5 separate regions of the Mus musculus genome follow, and all the other regions are linked to region 3. The links are chromatin contacts, called in public HiChIP or PLAC-seq maps. All regions are on one chromosome and are shown on one strand. Each heading gives the region's core, a stretch centred on a gene start, on an enhancer-like site or on the middle of the called end of the contact. The rest is flanking DNA. Distances are from core to core; before and after follow the strand shown.

Evidence for each region. HiChIP or PLAC-seq counts read pairs in DNA pulled down with a chosen protein or histone mark.
Region 1: an H3K27ac HiChIP or PLAC-seq map of embryonic stem cells shows a contact between it and region 3, with 4 times the contacts expected there. The contact joins two enhancer-like sites. A contact is called at or near these places in 1 of 484 Hi-C or Micro-C datasets (embryonic stem cells), 14 of 115 datasets of contacts at active chromatin or transcription factors (acute myeloid leukemia, bone marrow-derived macrophages, differentiating embryonic stem cells and 9 more) and 1 of 9 other capture datasets (embryonic stem cells).
Region 2: an H3K27ac HiChIP or PLAC-seq map of embryonic stem cells shows a contact between it and region 3, with 6 read pairs. The contact joins two enhancer-like sites. A contact is called at or near these places in 1 of 15 datasets of contacts at CTCF or cohesin (the NIH/3T3 cell line), 2 of 484 Hi-C or Micro-C datasets (bone marrow-derived macrophages and uterus) and 10 of 115 datasets of contacts at active chromatin or transcription factors (embryonic basal ganglia, embryonic hindbrain, embryonic stem cells and 4 more).
Region 4: an H3K4me3 HiChIP or PLAC-seq map of embryonic basal ganglia shows a contact between it and region 3, with 6 times the contacts expected there. The contact joins the promoter of 1700025H01Rik here to the enhancer-like site in region 3. A contact is called at or near these places in 1 of 15 datasets of contacts at CTCF or cohesin (large pre-B cells), 2 of 484 Hi-C or Micro-C datasets (bone marrow-derived macrophages and embryonic stem cells), 15 of 115 datasets of contacts at active chromatin or transcription factors (acute myeloid leukemia, bone marrow-derived macrophages, differentiating embryonic stem cells and 9 more) and 2 of 9 other capture datasets (embryonic stem cells and embryonic tail).
Region 5: an H3K4me3 HiChIP or PLAC-seq map of embryonic basal ganglia shows a contact between it and region 3, with 3 times the contacts expected there. The contact joins two enhancer-like sites. A contact is called at or near these places in 1 of 484 Hi-C or Micro-C datasets (nephron progenitors), 7 of 115 datasets of contacts at active chromatin or transcription factors (bone marrow-derived dendritic cells, embryonic basal ganglia, embryonic midbrain and 2 more) and 1 of 9 other capture datasets (embryonic tail).

Annotation. Positions count from the first base shown.
Region 1 is chr16:30,170,544-30,173,243 of GRCm38.p6, forward strand. The region is part of intron 2 of Gm26562 (a long non-coding RNA gene); the gene reads right to left. Among named protein-coding and RNA genes, the nearest start is that of 1700025H01Rik, 21 kb to the right of the region's middle. Within about 2 kb of position 1,413, at least 90 of the 459 cell types and tissues checked have an H3K27ac peak or open chromatin away from gene starts, as enhancers often do. A contact at or near this core is called in embryonic stem cells and neural tube, where this site is marked.
Region 2 is chr16:30,080,757-30,083,541 of GRCm38.p6, forward strand. No RefSeq gene overlaps it. Among named protein-coding and RNA genes, the nearest start is that of Gm32998, 12 kb to the left of the region's middle. Within about 2 kb of position 1,480, at least 30 of the 459 cell types and tissues checked have an H3K27ac peak or open chromatin away from gene starts, as enhancers often do. A contact at or near this core is called in embryonic stem cells, where this site is marked.
Region 3 is chr16:29,681,829-29,684,545 of GRCm38.p6, forward strand. No RefSeq gene overlaps it. Among named protein-coding and RNA genes, the nearest start is that of Opa1, 100 kb to the left of the region's middle. Within about 2 kb of position 1,378, at least 67 of the 459 cell types and tissues checked have an H3K27ac peak or open chromatin away from gene starts, as enhancers often do. A contact at or near this core is called in differentiating embryonic stem cells, embryonic basal ganglia, embryonic forebrain and 4 more, where this site is marked.
Region 4 is chr16:30,191,349-30,194,205 of GRCm38.p6, forward strand. It overlaps 1700025H01Rik (a long non-coding RNA gene), which reads left to right and starts at 1,256. Exons shown (of 3, transcript XR_003951867.1): 1 at 1,256-2,017; 2 at 2,440-2,857. The region is part of intron 2 of Gm26562 (a long non-coding RNA gene); the gene reads right to left.
Region 5 is chr16:30,128,404-30,131,164 of GRCm38.p6, forward strand. No RefSeq gene overlaps it. Among named protein-coding and RNA genes, the nearest start is that of Gm32998, 59 kb to the left of the region's middle. Within about 2 kb of position 1,273, at least 21 of the 459 cell types and tissues checked have an H3K27ac peak or open chromatin away from gene starts, as enhancers often do. A contact at or near this core is called in embryonic basal ganglia, where this site is marked.

The DNA of each region.
Region 1 (2,700 bases), core at 163-2,662, 490 kb after region 3:
GCACTTGCTGGCCATCGTTAGCACTTCTTGGCTCAGACACACTTCGCTCCACTACTCCATCTCCACCTGATACCCCCACTGAGGGTCTTCACTTGTCTCCCTCTGCACTTCTTGCCAGGCTCCATACAGGAATGTTCTCTGGTACACTGACACCTGTGGCACTGACTTAGGACCTCCTCTTAACTAACGTCCCAGGGGCTTCAGCATTCATCACATCACAACAGGCAGAAAGCTGGAGTTTAACCTCTCCGCCCAGTGCTCTGAGAGGAAAGGCTTCCGTCTCCCAACATTAGGGAAACCCCCCCAGGGCTGGAGGTCACTGCGCCATCACAGAACATTCACATCCTGAGGAGGGCTGAGCCAAGAAACCTATGGAACTTATGCTGATAGTTCCCAAACCTATTGGAAGTTAGAGGTAGTGGGGGGCTTGGGGTGGGGGTCTTAACATTATTTGGTAGAGCTGTTGCTGACCTCCTTTTCTGGTCCTATACTTGCTATTTACTGAACAGGCAACTTTGGCAATTGGTTCTCCCTGTATGTGTCAGAGAAGTGAAATTTCCTACTTAATCACTTAGCGGTTAGTTCACTGCTATAACACACACCAACAGCATGTGTTTTGAACACAGGAGAGTGGTTCATTTGCTGCTCAGAACTAGTTAAAAGACATGCTGCTGTTAGCCATTCTCTATAGAGAACTCAGAAAGCCAGAGTGCCCTAGGCAGCTGCTTTACCATTTTGTGTCCCCCAAGGTCAGCTCATCCTTGTCCCATCTGGGAAGAAGTGGACAAAACTTGGAAAGTTCCTGGGAAGTTTCTAGAGACTGTAACCTTCTCTTCTCCTCAAAGACATGGGTCGGAACCAAGGCCCAGGAGACACTGCGGGGTGGAAACTATGAAGGAACAGCTAATTCCAAGGCAGGGCGGGTGCGGGGACCAGTCTCAGCCAGTTAATTCTCTCTGCAGACAGAACCTCCGGATGTGTTCCTGACGCTAAACAAGGGTTGGGACGAGCCTTTAGCATTGCACATAACTAAGTGGCAACAGTTTAAAACTGGGAAAGACAGGAGGGGGAAGTGTCTGCTGGGTGAAATAAGAGACAGGGCCTGGGCACACAGAAGGGTGGCCACATCCGCCCCTTTCTTCGCAGGGCTTCCTGGTGGCCGTGTCTGCCATGTGGTAGGGAAAGGAGAGCAAAGTCCTTGGGGTGTCATTGAGCTCAGCGCGGTTTCTTCCAGCCTCCTTGGCAGCCACATGGAGAAGCGTGTGGCTCTGGGTCTTGACAGCCTCGCAGCTTTCCCGGTGGCCCGAGGCTGTAAACCCCACCTTCCCACAATTGCCAAACCAGCTGAGGGGCAGGCAACAGGCCAGGCCCGGCAGCATCACACACACACACTAAAGGCGCATGCGCGAATCACCTCCATAGCACCGCAGCTGCTAACGCTCAGGGATGAGGCAGCGGAGGCACATGATGCTCATTCGCAGAGTCCTGCCAAGGCCAGACACAAGATTTGGTCCTCCTCTAGACTTCCTCAGCTACCTGGCCACAAAGCACAGTTGACTCAAGTCTTCCCCGGCATCTTCCCAGCTCACTGGTCTGCTTGGTACCAAAGGGGGTCAGAAGGCCAAGTTCCCTGGCTTTAAAGAGCACACGCACTATTTCCATGAGCACACTAACCCTCAAAGCAACTGTATCACCAGTCACTTCCCAGCCCCCAACACAAACAAGCTCCGATCATCGTCTCTGGCCCCCACCCCTCCTTTCTCTACTTGGACAAGCCTGTCAGTGTGTACTGTGTGTATGTACATAACAACCCTACCCGCTTTCTTTCTCCTCCAGCTTTGTATACCGTTTCCCATGAGCTTGGGCTTCTAGGCGCTGAGCCTGTCACAGGACTGTAAAATATATGGATGGCATATTTTGTTTTAGAACCTTTATACCCAGAACATCTGGATTCTGCTCAGACAGCTGGAGATCCCTGCGGACGAGGCCCCCTCCTTTGAAAGGAACTCCCTCGCTTTGTATCTGTACACACATGCACATGGGCTTTCTTAAACACGGAGGACAGCGGGGCGTGACCATTACTGAGTTCTTCCCCAAAGTGACCCAAAGTGGCTGTAACGTTAGCCCAAATTATTTATTACTCTTGATTCCTGAACCATTCTCTGTATAAATTTAAAAAATAATAATAATAAGGGACACTACTACGCCCTCCAACAGTCCAGAGTAGATCTTTCACAACCCCTCCCCTCTGCAGCCATTATTCAGCATAATTTGACTGGCTTGGGGCAGGTTGTGAGAGTGGGAAGGCTTGGTGAGGACGGGAGGAGGCAACGTCCAAATTAGAAACAGATTTAAGGAGCATTTGCAGGGAATTAGGCGGAGGGCCAGGCGAGCTCGCTGGCAGCATGTGGAACCCCTCTTTAGGGACTGTCAGCCTTAGGTTTCCACAGCGGATGTTTCCCTAGCCAGAGCGCAGCTGGGTTTCAGTTGTCAAAGCCACAGCCAAGACATCTGAGAAGGGAGCAGAGTGCCCCTGTGTGTGACAGCACATACACACAGGCCACGTGTGACCGGCTTGACCTCTGCACTCCAGCACAGCTCTGCAAGTGCACACCTACTAAGTGCCTATGGTGTACACCTAACTACCTATGACCACCTTAGCATAAAGGGTGTTGAAAACATAGGTGTGCACACACCGAG
Region 2 (2,785 bases), core at 230-2,729, 400 kb after region 3:
CACACTCCGATTTAGCACTTCCAAATTCAGCTTCTCACCCTCAGGCCTTTAAGGCTCAGGAGATCCTTCCCTTTCCCTCTCCCATGGGGAAGTTTGTAGGGTGGAGGAGAAGGCCCAAGGCAGTTTGGAATGAGGCCCTGGCAGAGTGATCAGGGCTCCTGGAGACAGGCTCCCTGAAGGCAGCTGGCCTTTCTCTGTACCTCCAAGTCACGCTTTATCCCCTCTATGGCTTCATGTTTGCTGTGAGTTAGTTAAAAGGGCTATGGTGGAATCAGACGGTTGCTCAGAGCTGGAGGAAGTTCATTGGAGGAGACAGCACAAGATCCCTAGATGACGGACACAGTCGCCTGGCCTGGGAAGACCAGCTCCCTTGGCAAGATCACCTTTCCCTTCTGTGTGCATCTTACCACAGTCTTCTCAGACCAGAGGAGAGTCCTCGAGTAATTAGGGAGAAGTGGCCCCAACCTCTGAATGAAGGAAGCCAAAGCAAGGTTTGGGGCTGGCATTTAGAGGATGACTGAATTGAGGTGAGGGTGGTGCGGTGGGTGGGGAGAGTGTGAGAATGGTTTGCAGTAATCTGAATAATACAAGTTCTAATCTTTCCTCCCTCTCCACAACTGGAGCCCAGATTCCTCTCCTCCCCCGCTCTCCTTCCTCCCGACCCCACCCTGACATGTACGCCTGTTCCCTAGCTCCCTCTGTCTCCTGCTTCCCATAACACCGGGCAAGCTCCTCTGGACCTGGACTCACTAGGTCCCCAGCGTGTGTGTCTTCCATCTCCATTCAGAAACTTCACACACCATTCACCCAAAACCAGAGACTGCCTCACAAGAGACTGAGCATGGCTCCTGGTCAGCTCTGATGCCGGCCTTGGGAAGCCTTCAGGAAAAGCCCTTGCTGGTTCAGCCACAAACACGGCCCTACCTTTCAAAAACACTGCTGGGGAAGACCCTGAACTTAAGAAGGCAAGGACAAGGTTGGGCTGTGCCCAGGGCACCTCCTTCCCCAGTGTTGAGCTAGTGAGGGTCCAAGGCACAGGGCTTAACAATCGGAATAACTACTGACTCCAGAGGCCTTGAAAAAGTTATTTTAACCTCCCTTTCCTTGTTTTAAAATAGATCAGAGATTTATGCTGTTAGTTCAGAAATAAACTTTGTGGGAAAGACTAATGGACTGATTATTTTTTTTCTCCTAAAGGAGTGCAAAATTCCAGGAAAGAAACAAACATGGGGGTATGAACGGGGTGGGGGTGGGAGTGGGATAAAAGAAGAAAAGCATGACTCCTTCTAGGTATGGTGGAGGAGAAAGCTTATTGCACATAAAAGGGAGAGCATAGCCACAGGCAGGGACATCTGGGAGAGTTCAGAGGGAGTGTAGCCCTGAGCCATGTCAGGAGAGGAGGGAGGAGAGGCCAGGAGGGGAAAGGGTAGACGGAAGGGCTAGGTAACGGAAATGACAAGATCATATAGGGAAGGGCAGCCCAGCCCCTGAGCTAGAGAAGTTCAGGGGACAGGGTGGGGTCTGCCAGGTAAGGACTGAGGAATGCTAGGACTGACTAGGCGGCAGCTAGGTCCTCTTTGGTGTGTTAAATAGGCACCTCAGCCATTAGCCTTGAGACCTAACAGCATATAGCGCATAGGCCCATACATTATCTTGGCAGAACTGGGCAACAGCTCCGTGGTCATGAGCTGGGACCCCACAGTGGTGTGCTTGGACCCAACTGTAATCCTCAGTAAATCATTCTTGAATGAATTTAATGAATTTACCTGTGCCCTCTGCTTGTACCAACCTCAGTACTTAGAGCTTACTGACTGTCCTGCCCCTGAGACTGCTCACAGTCCAGGCAGGAGACACTCCCCCAACAAGCTCAAAGGGAGCGCCTGTGGATATCAAGAGTGGGGGCCACATGGTGGCGCATGCCTTTAATCCCAGCACTTGGGAGGCAGAGGCAGGCAGATTTCTGAGTTCGAGGCCAGCCTGGTCTACAAAGTGAGTTCCAGGACAGCAAGAGCTATACAGAGAAACCCAGTCTCGAAAAACAACAACAACAACAAAAAGAGTGGGGGCCAGAGCGGGGGTGGGGGGCAGGGAACAAATGTTTCTAAAGGAAGTATCTGGGAACATTGGTGGGGGAGGGGCAGGTAAAGGAACGTTCCACAGAAGGAAAATATACCCAAGACCCCAATGGCCTCCAGGACCACAGCAGTAGGATATTGGCCGATGAGTTTGGGGAGAGGAGGCCGAGAAAGGAGAAGCACCTTGGAGGCTGGGTCAGCCAAACAGCACTGGAGGGAGGGTTTTATGTACCATCTGAGCAGCGTATTTCTAGACCCTTCAGACCTGACAACCTATTTTCTTTCTCATGCTTGAGAAGTTACAGATGCTTTCATGAGCTTGTGAGTGTAACTCTGAGAATGTCCTCTGTCCCTTCCTCCACACTGGCGCCCACACAGCGGAAAGCATTACCAAGCACTGGCTACACTACTCATCATCGAACCTGTTCCTTAGGAGAAGCAAAGGAGTGATTATCAATAACTACACCCAGGCAATATACTGGACCAAGGGCTCTCCCGGGTAAACCTGGGCGCCTGCTCACACTATCCATTGACAGGTTTTAGAGACCAGTGCTACGACCAATCAGTCCCGCATGATTGAAACTGAGTTTTTCACCTCTTCATCAAACAGTGAGATTGGAGGATTAGATTGTTTTCGATGGTCCCGAAGGCGCTTTCCAGCTCCAGAACTCTGTAACTCTGTGTTGGGTAAGCAAGTGAGACTTAAGAGA
Region 3 (2,717 bases), core at 128-2,627:
CTGACTGCACACGCTTCCTCTAGCACAGCTGTCCATTTCACACACCAGTGTGCTCAGTTCTCTTTTAGAACTCTTCTTCCCACAGAACTGTGCCCCAGCCATGACACCAGAAAGACCGTAGTTTTGTATATATGTGAATTGTGAATATGTGTCATACGTGTGTGTGTGTGTTCACGTACATTATCTTGCTATGTGAATTGTCAAATTAGTTCCCACGTTTTGGCAGGAATGCCTTAGGAAGTGACACTTCCCAGAATTATATGTACATATGTTTTTTTTTTTTAATTTTTTGGATAGGCTCTTACTATGTAGTTTGCGCTAGTCTAGAACTTACCATGCGGACCTAGAACTCACAGATCTGTCGCTGCCTCCCAGAGTAAGGCATCTCAGACACCACTCTGGAGGGATACTTGCTCCCTTAGGGCAGTGTTTCTCAGCCTATGGATGGAGACCCCTTTGGGAGTCCCCTTTCACGGAGGGGGGGGTGCCTAAGACCATTGGAAAACACAAATATTTATATTACAATCCGAAATAGTAGCAAATTTACAGCTATAAAGTAGCAACGAAAATACGTTTTTGATTGGGGTTACCACAACATGAACAACTGTGTTAAAGGGATGACGCTTTAGGAAAGCGGACACCCACAGACCTAGGGTGGTGGGCAGGTAAACAGAATCGGCAAAACACCACACGAGAGAATGCAGCAAAACGTGATGGAGACCGGGAGATAGGGGCTGAAAATTACCGAAAGCAGCGGGTCTAGGCAGGTTACTCTCAGAGACATGGAGATAGAGAAATATGGTGGAGGCAGTAGGAGTGGACAAGGTCTCCAGGAAGAGAGTTGTTGATGAGTGGCAGGGGTCAAGGGACAAAGGAAGGCAAGCTCTCCGCAGGTGGCCCAGGAAACAAGGAGAACAGGGAAAGGGAAAGGGAGACACGCCCCCCAGCCTAGGGCTCCACCCCTCCTCTGGTTCTGACGTCACTAAGGCCTGCTCCACATGAGGCTTCAGATTTAAGATGTTCACCTGTTCCTGAGCTTGCAATTTTATTAAGAGGGAATTTGAAAATTCAGGATTTCTTCGATGGAAAATATGGGGTTTTTAAGACTCTGCACGATTTCTATTGGGTGGAAGAGGAAGTCCCAGCTTTTGCTACAAACCAACCTAGCGCTGGCGATGAACTCATTGTAACCCCAGAAAAAGAAGCAAGCGAAGCTGGCATGTCAGTGTCCTCTGCATTCTTTATGGCCAGACAGGTTTTCCATGGCTGGAGCCCACGACGCTTCCTGCCAGGCTCCCCCGCTGCTGGGAACCACTCAGACCTGGAAGGAGTCTGTGTAGTTAGGTGCTGCCGGAAGGAGCTGTGGAGACAGCGTGACCCTCAACTCTGCTATGGAGAGCCAAGTCCCTCTGCATGCCGCTGAGACTCTCCTTATGGGGCAATCACAGCCCTCACAATGCCCAGGAAGGAGCTATTGAGATTTAATTGTGCAAACCACGTGGCTGGTGGGAAGGACTGGGGAGGGGGCTCAAGGGGCTTCTTTCTCCTTGCTTTCATTTCTTTTTTTCTCCCTCTCTTTCTTTTTTTTACTCTTTCCCCCCTGACTGATAGAATAAAAAGAAGCGATGTGCCTGTCTGTTTCGGCTTGGGGACTTTCTTAGGGTTCTCTGTGTAGCATTATTTGAAAAAAACAAAACCCCCAAACAAAACACAGTTGTATGAACACAAAAGTCTAACTCCACGGTTGAAATCTCCTTTTCCATTCCCAGAGACAGTTTCCCAAATGAACCCCAGCTTGTCCCTGCAGACAATGGAGTCCCCTGGGAGCTGCACGTGATCAGACGAGTGAGTGAGAGGCCCGCAGGTCAGTGGCTGGGTCTCTGTGACCTCTCCTCTCTCTGAATGGGGGAGGCTGGCTTTCTGTTTTGAGGCGGTGTCTCCTGTGATCAGCTGCGATGCCAAATGCTCGCTGCTCAGGACAGGGGCATGATGGTGCTCCCAAAGCCAGGCATCGTTTTTTTCTGTGTATCCGTTCTTCTCTGTATGCCCGTGAGAGGCCTCCCTGGTACCCAGTACAAACACGGGAGGGGTGGGGATGGGGGGAGAGGAGTGAGAAAAAGAGGGTAGACACGTTTGCTGAACAAACACGAACAGGCGTGTGCTCGTGTGTGTGTGTGTGTGTGTGTGTGTGTGTGTGTGTGTGTGTGTGCTCCTGTATTTTTAGATCCATCTCTAAAATAATACAATCTCTCAGCTCAGAAAACAGAGCCTGGCTCTAGGATGTGGAACTGAGGTTCGTTGCTCCCTAGGATCTCTGAGGTACTCCACAATTACAGGGACATTTTGGGAGCACTTGCCCAGCAGTAAATGAACCAGGGGACCAATTCATAAGTATGGGGAAGGGGTTGGCAGTACCCACCAAAGGTCTTTCTTGATTCTGTGGCAAGTCACCCTCTCAAGTCAAATCTCTTATCTGTCCCCCTGGTGCTGCTGCTCAAGGTTGTAGTTGGGCTGACAGGCTACCAAGGAACAGAGAACAAACCGGAAGTACAAGTCCTTTGTTCTAGAGCTATTGAGAGGAGCAAAGCTTGGACCAAAACAGGTTTGGAAGGATAGACTGGGAAGTGCTGCCACCAGAGCTGCACTGGGAAGTGCTTGCTGCCCCTTGCCTGCTTGGCAGGTTCCCAGGGGCAACAAAAGCCATGCTAACGTGTAAG
Region 4 (2,857 bases), core at 6-2,505, 510 kb after region 3:
GCAGGAGAGGAACAGCAGAGGGCAGGACAGGAAGGAGCTCCCCAGAGGCAGAAAGCATCTCATCTGAGGCCTGTCCTGCAGCACCTCCGAAGCAGGTCAGATCTAGATCAATACCCTTCCTTCCGCCACAGGTCTCTTCCCACTAGACACTGCTACACACGAACTAGAAGGAGATACGCATGATGTGGCACATCCTGCTATGGAGACCCACCGTGTGTGGTCTTCTCTCTCTCTCTCTCTCTCTCTCTCTCTCTCTCTCTCTCTCTCTCTCTCTCTCATTCTCTCTCTCTCTCATTCTCTCTCTCTCTCTTTCTCATTCTCTCTCTCTCTCTCTCTCTCTCTCTCTCTCTGCTGGCCTCAGCAATCCCACTACTCATGCTATCTCTCTAGCTAGCCTCTTCCTTCTGCAGCCAGGATGAAAGTCTGCCTTCAGCTCTAGGGCCATCTCCAGGAAGCCTTTCCTGCCTGCTATGTCATTACCTAGTGTATTTCTTTAGAGAGTGTCCTCTTGTGTTTGTTTGTTTGTTCTTCATATGTGTAGTGTGCACATGTGTGTGTGTATGCACATGTGTACATATTTCTTTTTCTCCCTATTAACATTTAAATGTCAGTAAAACAGACTGTTGTGGGGAAAACCCAATCTGGGGGCTATTGCCAGGATAAGGGACAGGTGACAAAGGCCAGAACAGAGTGGCAGGGTGGGGTAGCCTTGGGAAAGTGCATGCAATAGTAAAAAAAAAATATGATGTCTTAAGCTCCAATGTCAAATCCTGCAGACAAACCTAGATTCTCTCCTTCATCAGCTCCCTTCAAACTCCCATTAAGGATGTTGTCAGGCCAGAAGGCTTCTGTGTGTGTGTGTGTTATATGTGAATGTGTGTGTGTGTTATGTGTGAATGTGTAGTATGTGTGTGTGTATATGTGTGTGTGTGAGTATGTAGTGTGAGTATAATATGTATATGGGAATATGTGTGTGAGAGTGTATATGACTGTGTGTGTGGTATATGTGTGTTTGTGGTATATGTGTTTGCAAGTGAGTGTGTATGTGTATGTTGTGTGTGCTGTGTGTTTGTGACGTGTGAGTGTATATGTATGTGTATAGTATGAGTATGTGAATATGTGTGTGAATGTGAATGAAGTGAGTGTGTAAATGTGTGTGAGTGCATACGTGTGTGTGTGTGTGTGTGGTGTGTGTGTGTGGTATGCGTGGTTTATGTGTGTGTGTTTGGTGTACGTAAGAGTGTGTTTGAGTGTGTGTGTGGTATATGTGTGAGAGTGTGTATGAGTGCATGTGTGTGGTGTATGTGTGAGAGTGTATATGAATGCGTATGTGCCATGATAGTCCACCCACAACACAGATTCCTCTCTCATCTAAGTACCTATTGGTGCGCTCAGTGGAGGCCAGAATGACTCTGTTCCTGGACCTAAAATCCCTCCACGTGGACACTGACCGACACCAAGAAAACCTCCTAAAGAACTGTCCGTCCGTCTGTCCGTCCGTCCGTCCGTCTTGCCTTCTCTTAAAAGCCAAGGATGGGAAAGACACACATTGCCCTGGGAGGTGCCGTTAACCAGGAAATATCCTTTCAACAATTCACCTGCTCAACAATCAGCTGAATGGCTTGATTTTGGTTGTGATTACAGTAGACGCCCATGGCCTGGCCTGGTTGGGCCGCAGAGTTGGTAGGATGTCAGGATGGGGGTGTCAGACTCTGCCTCTGGGGGAGTCCCTGCCCCTCTCCCAGCCTCAGTTTCCTAACCATAAAGAAGGGGATGGAGGTTGGTTCTAAGGAAAATTTCGCCTCTGACCTTTCCCTCGTAACCATGTATGAGCCTATCTCTGCCTTCTGCCCATCCTCCTCCTGCAGGGTCAGGCATTTTTACAGCCCATGTCTCTCTTTATATCATGGTGAAGAAGAGGAACTGTGTGCCACTGAATTCACCAGTGAGAGCGTAGGAGTATCTGATGGGAGAAAGCCCTGCCAGCCCTGTCTGCCAATGCTACTCACTGGGCCAGGTACAGTGTCAGCATCTGCCAGTAGCTGATAGTCTTGGCTGGCTGGCAAGAGACCTCACCCATCCCACCCACCTCCTCTGCCCTTCTTCTCTGGCCTTGGATGGCTCTCGGGAGTTCCCGACAAGGCAGCATACCCACAGCCAAGGTCCCCGTGCACCACTGCAACCTGCAGAATGTACAAAAATCCACTCTAACCAGACGGTGTACCTTCTGCCACCCATGGTGGGGGCAGTGGGGGAGGGAATGAGTGACACAGCCTGAGATGGGGGAGAGGCAGAGGGGGCTGCTGTCACCTTTGTCTCCAAGGACAGCTGAGAACTGTCATGAATAAAGATTAATAGTGACAGAAGACAGGCTGAAGTAAGAAACATTTGCAGGCTCTGTGGCAGGAGAGAAAATAAGAAAATTCCTCCTGCTCTCAGGCTCAAGGTCTTCTCCTGGCCAAACCCCAGCCTCCGCCCAGCCACTCACCTCAACATTGACAAGCAGCTGGCCATCACTGGATCATCCTTGACTAAGCCTCAAACCCCAGCTTTCAGCCAGTTCCCTCTCTCCTTCTCTCCCCTGAGGGTCATCCAGAGAGAAGCAGAACTTGCTTGACCTGACCTCAAGAAGCTAGGCCCCCAAGGGGGGGACCACTGGAGCCTTACCCCCCTCTCCCCAGCCCCCACAGGAAGATTCTTGTTTAACACACAATGAGAGACACAGAACCTGGAGGGCACAGGGCAGTTGCCCCCCTCCCCAAGATCTTGGCCGCTGGCCCATCAGGGCTGGCAGTGGCTCAGCTGGCCTCAGCGCACTCCCCTGGAAAGAAATCCCTGCTACTCACTCCTTGCTCCT
Region 5 (2,761 bases), core at 23-2,522, 450 kb after region 3:
TCCTGTAGTCTGGAATCTCCAGTCTAGTTTGAATGGAAGGCACAGCCTCTTGAGACCACTAGTGCCCCATTTACTCAAATGAAGCCATAAAGCACTTGTGTATCTCTGACTCCTGGGATCCTGTAGCCCTGGAGCACATAGGATGCTCTACAAGGATGAAGAAGCAAGTAATGGCAGTTGTTCTGGTATCGCCTGCCCCACTGTCTTGCTGGACTCCATTCACAAAATAGAGACAAAATCCACAAGAATATCAAGATTGTGCTATCAGAGCACTGATATAAACATGCCCTCTTCTAAGCACGGGGCCTATCAGAAGGACCTTGTGGTCACGTGTCATTTAACTCTCACACTTACAGGTCTAAGGACTTTAAGGGTGTAGACATGGTGTCTCAGGTAAGCTCAATTGGGTCCCTTCCTCACTACACCCTGGACCCCACAAGGCCCAATGATGCATCATCCCCACACAGAAGGTGGAGCCTCCCTACCTTCTCTGTTGGAGACCGAGTTGCTAAATGACACTGGGTGCGAAGGGGAAGGATGGGTGGAAATCAGCACTGTGCAGCCAGAACACAGAGGAAGGGGAGCCTTATCAAGGAAACGCTAAGATGACGAGAATCAAAAGAGGAAACCCAGAGCGCAACCATAGCCTCGTGGTGTTCTTCTTCCTCTGCAAAAGAATCAGTTAAAGAAACGTATCATGGAAGGGATCTCTTTTGACACAAGCACACACTCTAGAGCCCGGACCATCTGTGGTGCTGCAAGAAGGGACAAGTCCCAGATCCTCTCCCTTCTTGATCTAAGGCTCTCAGCAGATCTCCTAGCCTCTGGGAGCCTCAACTTGCTTACCTCTAAAATGGAGTCAGGATTCCTCATTGGGAAGGTGGAGTCCTTGTGAGAATAAAAGTGAATAAATGTCTATCCAGAGTGGTCAGCTGTAAGCCATGGTGTGTGCACACATACGACCGAATTGGTGTCCTGGGTACAGACAGTCTCTCTCGCCCACAGACACCATCAGGAAATTTCAGTCCGGGCAGAGTGATTTACAAAGCCTGCTCAGAAGTGGAGTCAATTAAGGTCAGCTTTCTATGTTGCTAAACAACAGGGGATTCCGGGTTCAGCGACGTTGAAAGGCAGGCCCAACATACCCCTTGAAACCAGGCCTTTGAGAGGGTTCAAAGGACCGGGAAACAAAAGCCCGTCTTTGTGGTGTTTTCACTCTTCCCCCATTGTCCTCTTTCACCCTCTCAGGGCCTTCCTGTAAAGAAAGGGGCTGCTAATGTGCTGAGAGGGAGTTGAAGATTGTCTAGGGCCAACAATGTTGGCACATTCTGCCGGGCCTCATTACAGAACCATCTGAAATGCTCAAGAAGTATTTCCCATTCATTAGCATAAATAGCAGAAAAACTCTTTCACAAACAAAGCAGGTTCCATCTGCCCCCAGTATGTTCTCACCTTGACTTCAAATGGCCAGTCCCTCCCCCAGCACAATACCCGGGGCGCCGGCCTCCGAGGCCCAAGCACCCCACTTCAGAATCGTATTCAGTGTAATATCAACACGGTAACCTGCATGTTTATTCATTGGCCAGCCCCCCGCCTTTTAATGGAGTCCCCTTCCCATTGTGGCCACTTGATTCTTTCACAGACCTGAAAGGGACAGGGAGGGAGAGGCTTGCTCTCCAAGCCCTGGGGATCCTTAGCAACCCACACCTTGGGAGTGGGTTGACCAGGCTAATTAGGTTTGTTCTGCCTTTTTGGCCCGAGCATATTTTGTCAGGTATTGCGCTATGGGATTAAAGAGTCATTAATCACCCGGGCCCTACGCTGACAAGATGGCAGGTTACAGCCATTTCCCTGGTGTTAGCTGGAACCAAGGCCAGATCTGTTTTGCATTCCACTGCAGAAGACTGTATTGAGGGCTGGTCTCCCACTCTGCCCCCAGAGGCCAGCAGCCTGAACCCCAGGCTCCAAGGAAGCTGGTGCCAGGACAGGCTGGCTCACAGCAGCAGGTGGGGAGGGCTTGTTCTGGAAGGGTATATCACAAGACAATATTGTGTGAAGTAATGGAGGGTGAGGGGCCAAAGACATCTCTCTAAAGAAACTGCTCAGGCTGAAGAGAAAGGAAAGTTGCCTAAGAACACACAGGAAAGTCACTGTGGGAGTCAAGATTAGAACTCCTGTTGACCTCTACATTACTGCATTAAATCTAAAGTTAGACTTCTTTTCCTTGAGTACGGGGGAAATTGAACCTAGAGCCTTTGTGTGTTCAGCAAGTGCTCTAACTCTGAGCCGCACCCCAAGCTTCCAATGTTGGTTTTCTATAGTTGTTTTGAACATAATTCATTCTGCTGCATGAAGTGATGCAGAGTGCCCGGCCAGCCTAGGACCTAGAGCAAAATCCTTCCTGTTAGCAAGTTCTGCAGAAGACTCACACAGCGCTGGGGACTTGGCACACATGATTTAGTCACTGAGCTCTCATTCCATATGACAATTTTCCTTAGTAGGTGATAGCATTCCCATCTTTTTTTTTGCAGAGACAAACCAAGTCCCGGAAAGGAAATGTGGTTATGCGGGGCTTCTCTTTCCTTCCTTCTCTCAAATTTCACTATGATTTATGCAAGTCTCTCTTTTACCTTTTAGGTGTCTGGCAAGGTTAATTCTGCTGTTTAAACTTTCTTAGTTTATTCATGACTGTGGCAAGCGTTTATGGAGTAACTATGATAGCAAGTTCTGGGAGAGGTGAGATTTTAAAAGCCAGTTATGG